Linked DNA regions of Dromaius novaehollandiae: region 2 is linked to region 1. Evidence: chromatin contacts called from public Hi-C data. All regions are on one chromosome and are shown on one strand. The core of a region is the stretch at or near the end of the contact, and the rest is flanking DNA. Distances in the headings are between cores, read along the strand shown. Region 1 holds the start of BLOC1S4 (biogenesis of lysosomal organelles complex 1 subunit 4). Region 2 holds the start of CARMIL1 (capping protein regulator and myosin 1 linker 1).

The links. Hi-C and Micro-C count contacts between places; a contact is called where the count stands out from the background.
Region 2: a contact with region 1 is called in a Hi-C map of brain, with 5 times the contacts expected there. The contact joins the promoter of CARMIL1 here to the promoter of BLOC1S4 in region 1. A contact is called at or near these places in 2 of 4 Hi-C or Micro-C datasets (brain and ovary).

The regions. Positions count from the first base shown.
Region 1 is chr2:94,314,928-94,321,244 of bDroNov1.hap1, reverse strand. It overlaps BLOC1S4 (biogenesis of lysosomal organelles complex 1 subunit 4), which reads left to right and starts at 1,826. Exons shown (of 5, transcript XM_064506935.1): 1 at 1,826-2,094; 2 at 2,359-2,430; 3 at 4,353-4,454. The coding sequence starts at 1,870. It overlaps LOC112992537 (a long non-coding RNA gene), which reads right to left and starts at 1,839. Exons shown (of 3, transcript XR_003261552.2): 1 at 1,557-1,839.
Region 2 is chr2:94,686,628-94,693,298 of bDroNov1.hap1, reverse strand. It overlaps CARMIL1 (capping protein regulator and myosin 1 linker 1), which reads left to right and starts at 4,823. Exons shown (of 39, transcript XM_064506940.1): 1 at 4,823-5,032; 2 at 5,336-5,502. The coding sequence starts at 5,463.

The DNA.
Region 1 (6,317 bases), core at 577-3,076:
GTGAAAATGTGACCTGTCTGCAATGAAGCCTGAACAAATCTTATTTCTACACTACTTCTGCTTCCTTTCCCTCCATTCTCTACATTCCTTCTGTAAAGTATTTCATTTACTTATTGAAACAGAAGGCTTCTTTCTGACAGCTCTTCAGATGCTTAACCATTTTAGTAATGACTTTCTCTGTACCAGTACAGACATTGATTCTTCTGTTTCCTATATTAAGCTGCTTTCCATATACTACTTCCCTGTTGCACTGATTTCCGTGGGCAGCAAGTGTTTTGCTGTGCTTGTCATAAGACTTTTTTCAAGCCACATGGTGTCTTCTCAGATACTGCTTAAGAAATCTCTGTCTCACTGTGTGCTGCCAGGCTGCAGACCCCTCCCAGGGAAAGACTGAGAAAGACTATCCAAATAAAGTGTTGATCTATCTCTGCTGATGCTGTTACAAAATATCTAAACTTTTACAGTTAATACAACTTACACTTCCTAGGGTGAATTTCACACATGAGATCTGAGTAGGAAGAGTGAAAGTATTTTACCCACGATTTCAATTACAACTTGAATGACAGAGTACTGACAAGACCAGTTTTGGAGCTAACAATTTGAAGTGTAAGTGCTAAGGCTTGCAAATATTTTGTGCTCATTTCTACCACCTAGAAGAAAATGCTTCTGTTTTGCATATGCTCAGTCCAGCTCTTTAAATAAGGAAAATTTAGGTCTCTCATATGCTAGTTCTCTTTTTGAGATATACTCCTCTCCCAGTTCAGACTGTTACCAAACAAAAGCCCCCTCTACCTGTTCCCCTACTAAAACTGCTATAACTGGAAAAAGCAGGTAGAAACAAGAATGACAAGGTTTAGACTGAAATGCATCAAGGAACCTTCAAGCATAAGATTAAACTGTTTAACTAATAAACCTTTAAAAATGGGTGACTGAAAGAACAGAGGCAAATTAGTCCTAGAAACTTCTATAAGCAAGTTTATGGAAGGAGCCAGATCTCTTTTACCCTTGGTGAATCATATTGACTTATCTTGAAGGTAACACTTTGTTTCTGAACACTTTGTTCAGAAACCATCATGGACAGTAAAACCTGAGGATACTACCTCATTGTAAAGCACCTCAGAAAATAATTTTAAAACAAACTTTTTAATGTATTGCCACCTAAATCATAGGCATTGACTTGTATTTTGTCAAAGCTTAATTGCAGAAAAGCTTTCTAGCTCTGAGTACTGTACACAAGAGGACCGAAGGCATTTGAGGAGTACTGTACACATTAAGGACCCAAGGTTTGATTTAACTGCTGCCATCCGTTTGGGGAAGGCTGTTTGGCTGTCACTCTCCTTCACCTTGAATTCAGCCTGACATTGATCTATCAACGGCGGGGCGCAGGGAAGGACGTAGTAGAAAATGGGAATGAGGAAAAGTATGAATAAGACAAAGTATGTAAGATGGAGAAAGATGCATGAGGGTGTACCAAGTGGTGCTAGGGCCAAAGTAGGTAAACGCAAGGCAAGCGCACCAGAGTGCTATGGCGAAGGACTATGCTAGAAAGCGCGTACCTTTACCCCCGCTTCGGGGACGGCGCTTACCGCGTGAGGCACAGCAGGCGCCGAGGGCGCAGGAGCACGGGGGCCCGCCCCAGGCTGTCCGTCTGAGGGTGGGCGGCCGGCTCCTTCTCCCGGTTTAACGGCTTCCCCGGAGCCCCGCGGCAGCACCTCGCGCGCCGCCCTGACTAAGCGCCGCCGACCGTTACGGGCAGGGCCCCACCCGCCACGGCGAGCGCCCGGAAGGCGCATGCGCCGGCGCGGGGCCTCCGCGCGAGCCCCAGCGGGGACCCGCCCCCCGCCGCCCGCGTGACCGCGGAGCCGCCCGATGGGCGCTGGTAACCGTCGGCGGCCTGCGCGCAGCGGCATGGCGGCGGCGGCGGGCTCCTGCGCCGGCGGCGACAGCGGCAACGTCTCGCAGAGCCACAGCAACGCCTCGGGGCTTGGGGAGCAGGAGGGCGAGGAAGGGGACGCCTCGGAGGCGTCGCTCAGCGCCACCGCCGCCGCCTATTCCGCCTACCTGCTGCCGGACCGGGCCGCCTTCTGCACGCAGGTGAGCGGCGGCGGCCGGGCCCGCTGGGCTCCCCCGGCCCCGGAGCAGCGGTGTTATTCCCTTCGGTGCGCTTTTTGCAGGAACAGGTCAGCCGGTATACCCAGTCACTCGCCTTTAAAGTCGCTAAGAAATGGCAAAGCAATGGAATTGCTATTAAGCCGTGTTTTAGTTTGGCTGCTGTCTGTACTTAAAGGTTTTGTGTGGTTTTGCCTTGTTTTTTGTTCTTTTAAGTCTTCTCTCAAAATATTTAAATGTGTTTTGCAGATAGAAAGCTTAGAGAAGAGTCTGGAAGACTTGCTGACCAGAGTAGATGAATTTGTGGGAATGTTAGACATGGTATGTATAACTTGCATGTAACTTTCTTTTTTTAGTCAGAATACAGTTTTAATATGTGCTTGTGTCTGAAAATGGGACCAAGATGTAAGATAGCCTTTAGTATATATAGGCAGATAGATACTAGTATGAAAACATTTGATAAATATATAACTCATGGATGAAAACTGCTGAACACCTACGTAGGAGCAAAATGATATGCTCATGTGGCTGTATAATTACATTTGTATATTTGTGTATGTGCATACATGCATGGAATCTCATTTTGAGCAGTGCAGAAACAAATGTTTAAAAGGATGATATGATGTTGTGCCTTTCCTTTTAAAGACTGCATGGGATATCTGTACACGTGTTTACAATCTAAACATGTAACCAGAGTTGCCAAACCTTCAAAACTAGGTTTGGTCTTAGGGGACCTTTTCTTACCTTTCATTGGGAAAACAGCTCTGTTTTCACTGTCTCATAAGAAAAAAAATCAGAAAACTGGATGGAAAGATCCTAAAGGCTGACTTTGGTATACGGGCTATCTTTTAAATCTCGGTACATGCGGTTCTCCTGCCCTAATCTAAGGGTAATTTCACTCTAATTTTTCTATTGATGAGACAGTGGTTTTGTTGCCTGGCTTTTTTTAGTGAAGCTGAGGAAATGTTCAGATAGCAAAACATATGTCAAGACTTCAGTTTAATACATTTGATTCTTCAGTATGCCTTGGGAAATATTCAATTGCTTAGTTCTAGTAAGGTTAGCAGTGTGTTTTTGATATAATTATAAAGAAAAATATTTTATTTGCTTGTGTCAAATATCACCTATTACCTCAAGCAAAGGTACTTAGTAAACTATATAAGGAAGGTAGCTTATTTTTAATCTAGTGCTTTATTTAATTGGAGCACAGTTGTAGTTTCCAGAATGTAATCTGGGTACTTATGATGTTGTTTTATTCATCAGTTTAATTCCAGGAAGCATAAGACCCTGTCTCTAATCAAAAGAGTTAATATCAGGTAATAAATTGTAGCAGGTTTATGTCTATCCAGCACTTTAACAGTGGCATTAAAACAGTTTTATTTTTGCTGTTGCAAAATAATGTCTTATTGCTTTAAGAGTAATTAAGAAAAAATAAAGCACCAAATTATACCCAAGTCATATCAAAAATAAATACTGAGAAAGTAGCACATAGGAAGTATAATCTAGAGAGAAATGCATCAGGATGTATAGCATGTATTTGTGATTTAAATTGTTACTTGTTCAGCATTTTCATTTTCTCTGCCATGTGTGAGATATTTTTACTAATTGCAACAGATCTTAAAACATCTTTGATATTGAGCAAAGTGAGAAATGGACCAGGTATTTTCTGGTTGAGCCAAAAGAAGAGAAACCTTCAGTAAGATCCTCTGTTGTCTGGGAAGAAATATGCATATTTACAGTTTTGTTCTATGGAGGATTTGGTATACCTATATCCACTACTGCTGCTTACAGCAGAAATAAAACAAGTCAGGGAAGAGACAGAAGAAAGCATGCTACTGAGAGAAAAATGTTTTCTGGACCATCTTTAACAATACATATCTGATTGAAAGGATAATGTCAGATTGGGTGCAAAGTGCCTGATTCTTGAAAGGCAGTTGAAGAATGAAGTTCTGTTTGATGTTGCTAGAATTTGAGAGGGACTTCTTATTTTTGATCCCAACCTGACTTTACTGCTGATTCACTGCCCCCTTGGTTGGCTTCTTAGGTTTTTAATCTCTGAAATGTGGATATCATCAGCATTGGTAAAATGTAACTGCATTCCTATTTCTCTGCCTAGCATAATGCACCTATCTTTAAAAACAAAGTTCTAGTCTTATTGTATGTTATGTTTTGTTGTAGTTCTCATTATTTGTTTTCAATCCGACTTCAGTCAATTTTGCATCATTTGTTTGAATCATCTTTAGATTCGAAGTGATTCCTCTCAAGTTGTCAATGAAAGTATACCTCAAATTTACACAAAAGCTACAGAAATGAGACACATATACAGGAAGATTGACAAACTAGAGGTATGTATTTGACATTTTAGGTGTGTTCCCATTTTCAATAGGGAGGAAAAATCAATGATATGCTGTAATGTGTATGTATAGAGGGGGGTCCTCTTTGGAGCTTCAGATCTCTTTTGCTCTCAATGTCCGATCCAGCTTCAGTACTTCAGGGTCAGTAAATGTGGAGAACACAAAAAGTATTAATAATTTCTGGAGGCATTTTTGGTTTTCCACTTGCTGCTTGAATTAAGGCAACAATCCTTTTATTTACTGAAAGTAATAGTAGTGCTTTTTTGGTAGCATCTTTCAAAGTTACTGTCTTCAAAGCTGTTCTGAGACTAGTGGAATGAGAAGGATATTGATAAAACTTCAGAACTGTAAGTGACTTCAGATCCTTGATTCCATTTTTAGTAGAAGGCTAGGCAGTTAAAAGTTTAAATTACACTGACTGTCATCATAACTTGATAATCCAAAGCAGTGAGATAAGAACAAAGAATGTTAAGGGCTAAGATGCTAAATTCCTAAGTCTGAAGCAAAAAATACAAGAAACTTTCCTATTTTGCATGCAAGTGGAAGAGGAAAATTAACAAGATAAACTAGCCAAAATGAGGTGAAATGGAAGCATAAATTTTGCTGCTATATAACAGAAGCAGCAGTGTTAAAATCCTTGTCATGCTATTGATAAAAGGGCCTGCTAACAGTGGCAGGAAATTGAGGAGGCCAGTTTCTAGATCATAAGAAACTTGAATTCAGAAAGTAGGTCCAGAAGATGGAATCTGTACTTGATTTTTAATACAAAAATTAAAAATAATCCTCAATTCCAGAAAAGCTAGAAAAGCTATAGAACAAGTGTAAGTTTAGCAGAATTGTCTAAAATGAAGTTATCTACCCCTCAGACAAAGGAGAATGTTACTGATTGCTGTTACACTTATTGGTACAATAAGAAATGCAGACAGATACCTATATACTCAAGCACAGTTTCATTTAGTCATTAGCACACAGCTTAGCTTTCAAGTAAAAAGGTCATCTGGGGGGAGTGACTCTACAAACTGTCTCTGAGGCTTGTGAATGTGCTTTTATTCAGAAACAAGTGGCAGTTCTCAATTTAACACTATGTAATAAAAGTTGTTTTCTTACAGTCATTCTGAAGTATGGAAATTATGGAAATTTCTGTCTGGGTATTTCAGCACATTTAAATTGCAATACAGTTTTATTATTGCTTAATTAAATGTTGGAAGAGAAGGAAGAGGGGAGTTCCCAAAAAGGTACTTGGATACCCCACTATCATTTTCAGAAGTTATCTTATTTTCACTGTAACAGCAACCTGTGGTCTGTGAGCTACTACATGGAGAATACAATGTAGCTTTTTGAATAAAGCTTGCAGTCAGAATGAGCTGTCATAATTAGCTATCATAATTAATGTCTCTAAGTAACATGATGACAGGGAGAACCTGTGTTTCTTGAGATACTCTCTGCTGGAGAAGCCTAAAAGTTTTACCAGGGATACAGCTAAAGTTCTGGATGAATAGATAGGGCATTCTGGTTCATGTGTTTGTGATGTTGCTTCCAATATTTTAATCCAAAATTTAGTCTTCTCATTCATTAGAATAAAGTTTATTAGCAAGGCGATTTGAGTGTAGTGAAGCTTGGGGGTTTGTTCTGAGTAAGTCTGTTTGGAGAGAGATGAGCAGATGCAGAAAGTGCTTAGCATCCAAACGTGTTTAGGTCCCCTCAGAATTTGGGATGACTATTGCATTGCATAGATTAACTTGCTTGTATGTGTGTTTGTTACTGTTTTGTCATTTATGTAATTCATAGCTGATAGAACAATGCTGTCTTAGGTCAGATCTGGTCCATCTAGGAACTCAGTTGCTGGTATACTGC
Region 2 (6,671 bases), core at 3,574-6,073, 370 kb before region 1:
TTTTCCTTCAGTAGCTTGCTAAGTGTATTCCACGTGAGCCTCAGTTTAGCCTATGTGTTTAAGAATCACATGCTTTTGCTCTCCAGTTCGACATCTGAAGTCATAAAAATTATAACAGTTTCTAACCAAATGTGATGGAATAGGCAAAGGATTATGCTTTCACATGAGAACTAAGCAGCAGAAGCAAACGAGCTCTTAAGAAACAATGATCCTGGTTTTATGCAAATATGCTTGCTAAAAAAGAATGAGGGAAGAGGAATATGGAAATAGATGATATAATAATACAGTAGAGTAACCAGAATTATTCTGAATAGATTTTTCTTATTAAGATTTTCATGAGGCATCAGCTGCTCTTTATAATTCTTTTCTTAACACTACCATCAAAGTATGCTTTATCAAAATATACATCTTTGCTGCTGCATTTATATTTGCCCTGTTTAAAATGGAGACAAAATAGGTTTTGTGCAGGGTACTGAAATAATCATAAGAGCATACAGAAGCCCAGAGTAAAGGCTTTGAAAAGACTCAGTCACAGACAACAACAGGAGACTACTTACAAGTGTGTCATTTCCTTTGCCAAACTAGTGATTGATGGAGGGCATGCATTTTCCCTATTAATTTTGGTGAAATCAAAAAGCAGGCATCCAATCATTTGGCAATACGAGACATTTATTTATGGTGCAGTTAGCTAATCACTTGTTTTCTGCTCTTTTTCTAATGAACTTTTACACTGGGAAATTTTACAAGTTTCTGAACAGATGTGATCAAGGTGAGGGGTCCAAATACCATGTTTACTGGTATCACCAAACATAGAAAATGAACACGGAAGTAATTATTAGATAAGACATAAACTCAAACTGGAGACAGCCCCAAATTAGAAGTGTTAGAAATTAGTTTTAAGCTGAAAGGAAATAAAACTGGCATGGATAGGTAGAATTCATGAACTTCTGAACTCAGGTATAATTGGAAGCATGTGACTAAGTTGTACTTCATATTTGTGTAAATTCCACGCAGTTGCAGGTTAGCCGCCTTTTCGTTTCCAAAATGCCCATAGTAACTTCTCAGAGATTAAAAAATAATACTTCCTTAGATGATACCACTCTTGGAGATGCTTTGTTGAATAGTACTGTGGCCCTGTTCTGTCTCTTTTCAACCAGTACAGTAAACAGTATTGATGGAGTGGCAAAGGTAAAGCTGAAGAAGGTTTTGGCCCTTTGTATCTAGTCTTAGAAACGCAACTATCAAGGCTGGAACACTTATGGCAAGAGCTGTTTTCTGTCCTGTCTTTCATGGGACATTCTGAGCTTATGCTGTGCACTGTGAGGCAGCTTGCAAATGCGGAGATTTGATCATCTGATTCCTCCTACTATGATGTTGCTCTGCAACACGATGACTCCACGGTGTGACTTGACTGTCAGCCTGACACATGCTGTAAGTAATGGAAATCTTTCCATAGGCTTTAGCAGGAGTAAGATCATACTATTGATCACATCATATTATTGATCACATCATGGTTTTGAGCAAAAGGATTGGGAGTCTTCAGTGCAAAAGCCATAATCCAACTGACAAAATGTTAGCAGGGAGGGCACCCAGCAGCTGAGACTACAACTAGCCTACGTTATGACAGTATGCATGATTTGGCATCAAGTTATGTTGCCACCTGCCTTATCTGCAGGAGAAGAGAGGATTTCGAATAAGGAGGAGGACGAGGACAACAGAAAGGCTGGAAAACGGGAGTGGGATATAGCATATGTCAATACAGGGTGTGAAGTACCATAGCAATATAGAGATCTGGGAGAGATGGAGTGAGTTCCTCACAAACTACTTTATGTGCTTAACAGTTAATCTGATGCATGAATGCTGCAGTTCTCAATGTAGGACGTGTCTGCCCCACCTTTCTGCGCCAAATGTCTCCCTGAACAATATCTTCTGAAATTCCTAGTTTCCTTCTGCTCTGTTACTGTCAGTATGCATAAGCTGTGGATGCTGCTACACTTCCTGCAGCAATCTAACTTGCACGTGATCCAGCCCACTACTTTCATCAGCATTTTTTGCCCTGCCAGAAACGACAATAATTTGAGCAATCTTCAGAGAAAAAATATCCACACAGATCTCTGTTCTGTGGCAGGCGAATTGATTATTCTTTGAATGAGTTTTAATATGACTTCATAAATCTTTTGCTCTGGTAGAAGAAAATTTAACCTCTTTCCCATTCAGTAGGCCTGCTGAATATGCAATATGCTATGCTACACTACTACTGTACTGTGATCCTGGCTAGTTCACCCTTCAAGTTGTGATCATCTTCACCAATGTAGGTAATGTGAGATAAGGAAGCCCTACTGACAGACATGGCAATGACCGTTTAGGAACAGGTCAGGACGAGAGTTGCACCTTAGAGTTATGGGAATGACATTACGATCAGATAGGAAACTCAGCCTATTTCCTCTCAGTGTGTAGTGCTACAGCCTTTCATTCAGCCACAAGGCTCCTACCCTTTTCACCCCCCAGCCACTCATTTGCAGGCAGTCTGCCTCAGTTACCCTAGGTTAACTTTGTTACCTCTCTTCTCCTCAGCTGTGCCAACGTGCCCATATCCGGGGGGAAAAGATGATTAAAATTGAATCACTGAAATGACTAACTAACACAAATCCCCTTTCCGAAACCTTTCACTGATCCAGGTTACAACCTCCTCACACAATTTCTCACTTTGGCACAACAGGGAAAGTAGTAAACAACCTTGAGAGGTGGTGAGGATGACTTCCCACAGGGGGCACAAATTCTTAAAATGGCCTTGCCACGGATGAAGATGTCTATAACAATTGCATCCTTGCTGAACTGGCTAGTGGAGGCTAAGGATCAAAAAGAAATGATGAAAATAACACCTCCTTACAAAACCAGCAAAACTTTTGCAGTGTTAACAGCACACCATATTCTTTTCCTAATATAAACTACACTGACTTTGTTTAGTTTCTTTAAGGAATGTCCTTATTTGCTGCTCATAGCTGTCTTTCCAGTTTGCTGTTTCACTAATTGTAGCCATTTCTGCAATAATCATATTTGTACTGGTAAGATAACCTCCAGAATTATTTAGAGAGCTGATTGGTGCTGTGGAGAGTCAAAAAATTGTTTGACAAGTCATGACAATTTCAAACTGCTGGTCATGTTTCTTTTGAAGACCAGGGTATGCAGTACTTCGTGAGAAATAGGGTGCAACAGTATAGTATTTTACCAGCAAAATAACTCTTCCTCTTTGGAATTATGCTGCTGTTCTTACTGAATGCATTTAGGTTTCCTAATTAGATATAAATAACTTTGACCTTCCAGATCTGTCACTCATTTCTAGAGTGCTCAAAATATGAGGTTTGTGCAGTTATCCACCCCTTTAGGATGTAAGATGGCCAATCACAATCCTGCTGCAGTGAAAATGAACCTTTCATTGAAACTACGCACTGCTACTAGAAGCAAGCATCTAACGTTACTGTATTTCCAGAGCTGTCTAGCTCCTTCCTTCACTCTCATCCCATAAAAGTCCTTTTGTGCTTTTTTTTTACATATATATGATTATAGGTGCAATTAGTCAGCTCAAGTGCTGTGTTTTTTATAATGTGGTTGTTACGCATAAACAAATTCTCAATAGCAAAGTGCAATAGCAATTGCAATTTGCAATATGCAAAATGCTGTAATTTGTGGATTTTTCTTTGGGAAAGGAGGCATATTTAGTCCCTTTCAATCTGGTATAAGCTCAGAAACTTGCTTTTCCCTTCACAATGAGTTTGCTAAACAATCTATAATAGAGGCATTATCTGAGAACAGGTGCTAAAGCAATTGATGGCGGTAAAGCAATTGATTATGGAGATAAGGTGGGGGAGTGAAGGAGAGAGATTTCTGGATCAAAGGTTATCCTGTTCCAGGGCTTGAAGAGAACCAGTTGTGGCAGTCTCTTTCCCAGGCAGCTGGCAACAAGGACTGTCTTCAAGATTACAACTACTCCCTTTACAATATAAATCTCCTTCAAAGAAATGAACAAAAAAGGAGAATTCCTATGGTGCAAAGCCAGAAGGTGCATCTGTAAAAGGAAGAGCATCTCTTCAGAAAGGCCCATGTTGCTTGGAAGAGGCCTTGTCCAAGGAGGTGCTGCAGGGGCTGCTTCCCTCTGCATGTACTGGGCACTGCTGACTTCATGGAGGTCATCCATGCGGAGTCAGCCGGCAGGAGCTCACGGCCGATAAGCACGAGCTGGAAATATCTGCACCTGGCCTGCAAGGTCTGGGGTTAGAGCAGTGTTGCAATGCCACTTCCGGCTGGCACTCCTGTTGGGTAAGACAACAGCTGGCATGAACGAAAACAGACCGCGGTGTGGAGAGACCATTATCCATGTGAAGCACTTCCTGCAAGCCAGATGCGACCTGCACGGTCTTTAGTGTCCCCCCATTGTCACCCCAGCCACATGTGACTGCAAAGCCAGGCAGAAAGCTGCTCCTCACTGGATATGCATGGTCTTTAGTGTCCCCCCATCACCGCCCCTGGGCAGTCCAGCTCTCACGCCTGTTAATTACTTATGTTGCTGCTCACTTGCACTCAGGTAGTGCCGGCCCGCGGCTCTGGGCCCCTCACAAGGCCCGCAGAGGAGCCGCACTCCGGGCCGCCGGGGCGCAGGACAGCGACCCCGTCTCCCTCTGGCCCAGGGGCGCGCGAGATCCGCCCGGCTTCACAAAACCACATTTCTCTGGCAGGGAGGCCCCAGCCCGGCCGGGGAGGGGAGACGGCGCCGCGCCGCCGGCAGGTGGCTCCCGCCGCCGCCGGCCCTCCGCAACGCCGGGGGCTCGGGCGAAGGAGGGGCCGCTCTCGGCGTCCTGAATTTCCCTGCCCTCCTCCCTCCTCCCTCTCGGCGGCGGCGGGGGGCAGGCGGCGCTGCGCGGCGCGAGCGACATGGCTCCTTGAGGGCGATGCTCGCGGCCGCCGCCGCCTCTGCCGGTGCTCGGTGGGTGCTGCGGCGCCGGGCGGGTGCGGGGCTCCCGGCGGCTCTCGCGAGGTGAGGAGGCCGGGCCGGGCGGGCTGCGGGAAGGGCGCCGAGCCCTGCCGCGGCTGGGGGGGGCAGCGCGCCGCTGCCTCCCGCCACTGCCGGTGCCGGGGGGGCCGCGCCGGGGCAGGCGGCGGTTGCGCCGCGGGGGAGGAAGTGGGAGCCGGCGCAGGGGGCCGCCGCCAGCGCTGCCGGCCGCCCGCTGCGGCTGCTTGTGGGCGATTCCTCCCCTCGGAAATGCGCCTCCTCGCCGCCGCGGGAGGCACGTAGCGCGGCGGGGAGGCAGAGACCGAGACCCCCTCGCTCCGTCCGCAGGCACACGCGCGCCCGCAGCCGCCTCCGCCACCGCGCTGGTTTCATGCTTGCCTCGTGCCGCGCAGGGACGGCGCGCCGCTGAAGCAGCCCCGCGGCCGGGCACCCCCCGACACCAGGCAGCGCCACCATGGCCGAGGAGAGCTCCGACGTCCCCAAAGAGTTGATAGGTAACGGCCGGGGCGGGGGGCGGTTTAGCGGCCGCCGTGCGGCGGGGAGCGGGCAGGGGGTTAACGACCGCCGCGCGGGGGGCGGTTGGCGGTGGCCGTTGTCCCCGGCGCTGCGTGCTGGGGAGGGGAGTGGGGGCAACAGCGCGAAGCGTTGCGGGGCCGGGGAGGCCCGAGCGGGGCTGCGGCCCCCGGGCGCTGCGGCGGTCCCGGTGCCCCGGGGATGGGGGGATCCTCGCCGGGCGGGCGAGGGCAGGAAGATGCCCGGTGGAAGTGCGCGGGCTCGCCTGTGGCCTCCAGCGCCCCTTGGGTACGGCAGCACGCACGCTGTCACCCGCTGGCGGCAGCTCCTGTGCGAGCCAAGGGAGGCTGTTGCTCCGAGCTGTAGCTCTGGGTTTTTCTGGGCTTGGGGTTTTTAAAACTCGTTTGTGGCTTTTTTTCCCTGTGCACACATGCAAATCTGAGAAGGTATTTTCATTGAAGTTTTGTGGTAGCCTGCAAGCAAAACCCCATATCCTATAGTACACACTTAAGGGGTCATAGTTGCTGGTGAGGACCCTGGAATTGTCACTGTTTGGGAGCTTTTATTAAATAGATAATTAACATGGTACGTTGGTAAGCAGTGTCACCTGGGGATAGGGCATTAATACTTTAGGCCTAGCCCTCATTCAGGCCGAACTTCCTTTTGGTTTTAGTTACAGCTTTGCCTGTTGAAGAAAGATCTCAGCATCTCATCTACGTTGCAGTGATTTACTTGGAGAATTGCATTAATGACAGATTGAAGCAGAGATTTGTCAGGCAACACCATACATGTTGCATTGAACATGGGTTTTAGAGACCTGGCTTAGTTCATGTACACTGTGGCTTTTCTTTGGATTTCTTCAGCCTATGCTATTGGTGGGAACTTGTTTTAACATTTAGAAAGTCTTTGTAACAATCTAGATGAAAAGTTGCTGTCATCACAGGCTTTTTTCCTTTATAAACTAAATAGCTCTATTTTGCAGTCCTGTTAATGAACAAAACATGGAATTACTAGCTTTAGCCTATAGATTGACTACTAAAAGGTGACAAGCTGAGCGTTATGGCAGAAGTAGGTGTAATCAAAACCTCTTTTAAATATGGCTAGATATGTTTAAGTATTGAGATGCTAATGCATGATGGGTGCAGGTTCA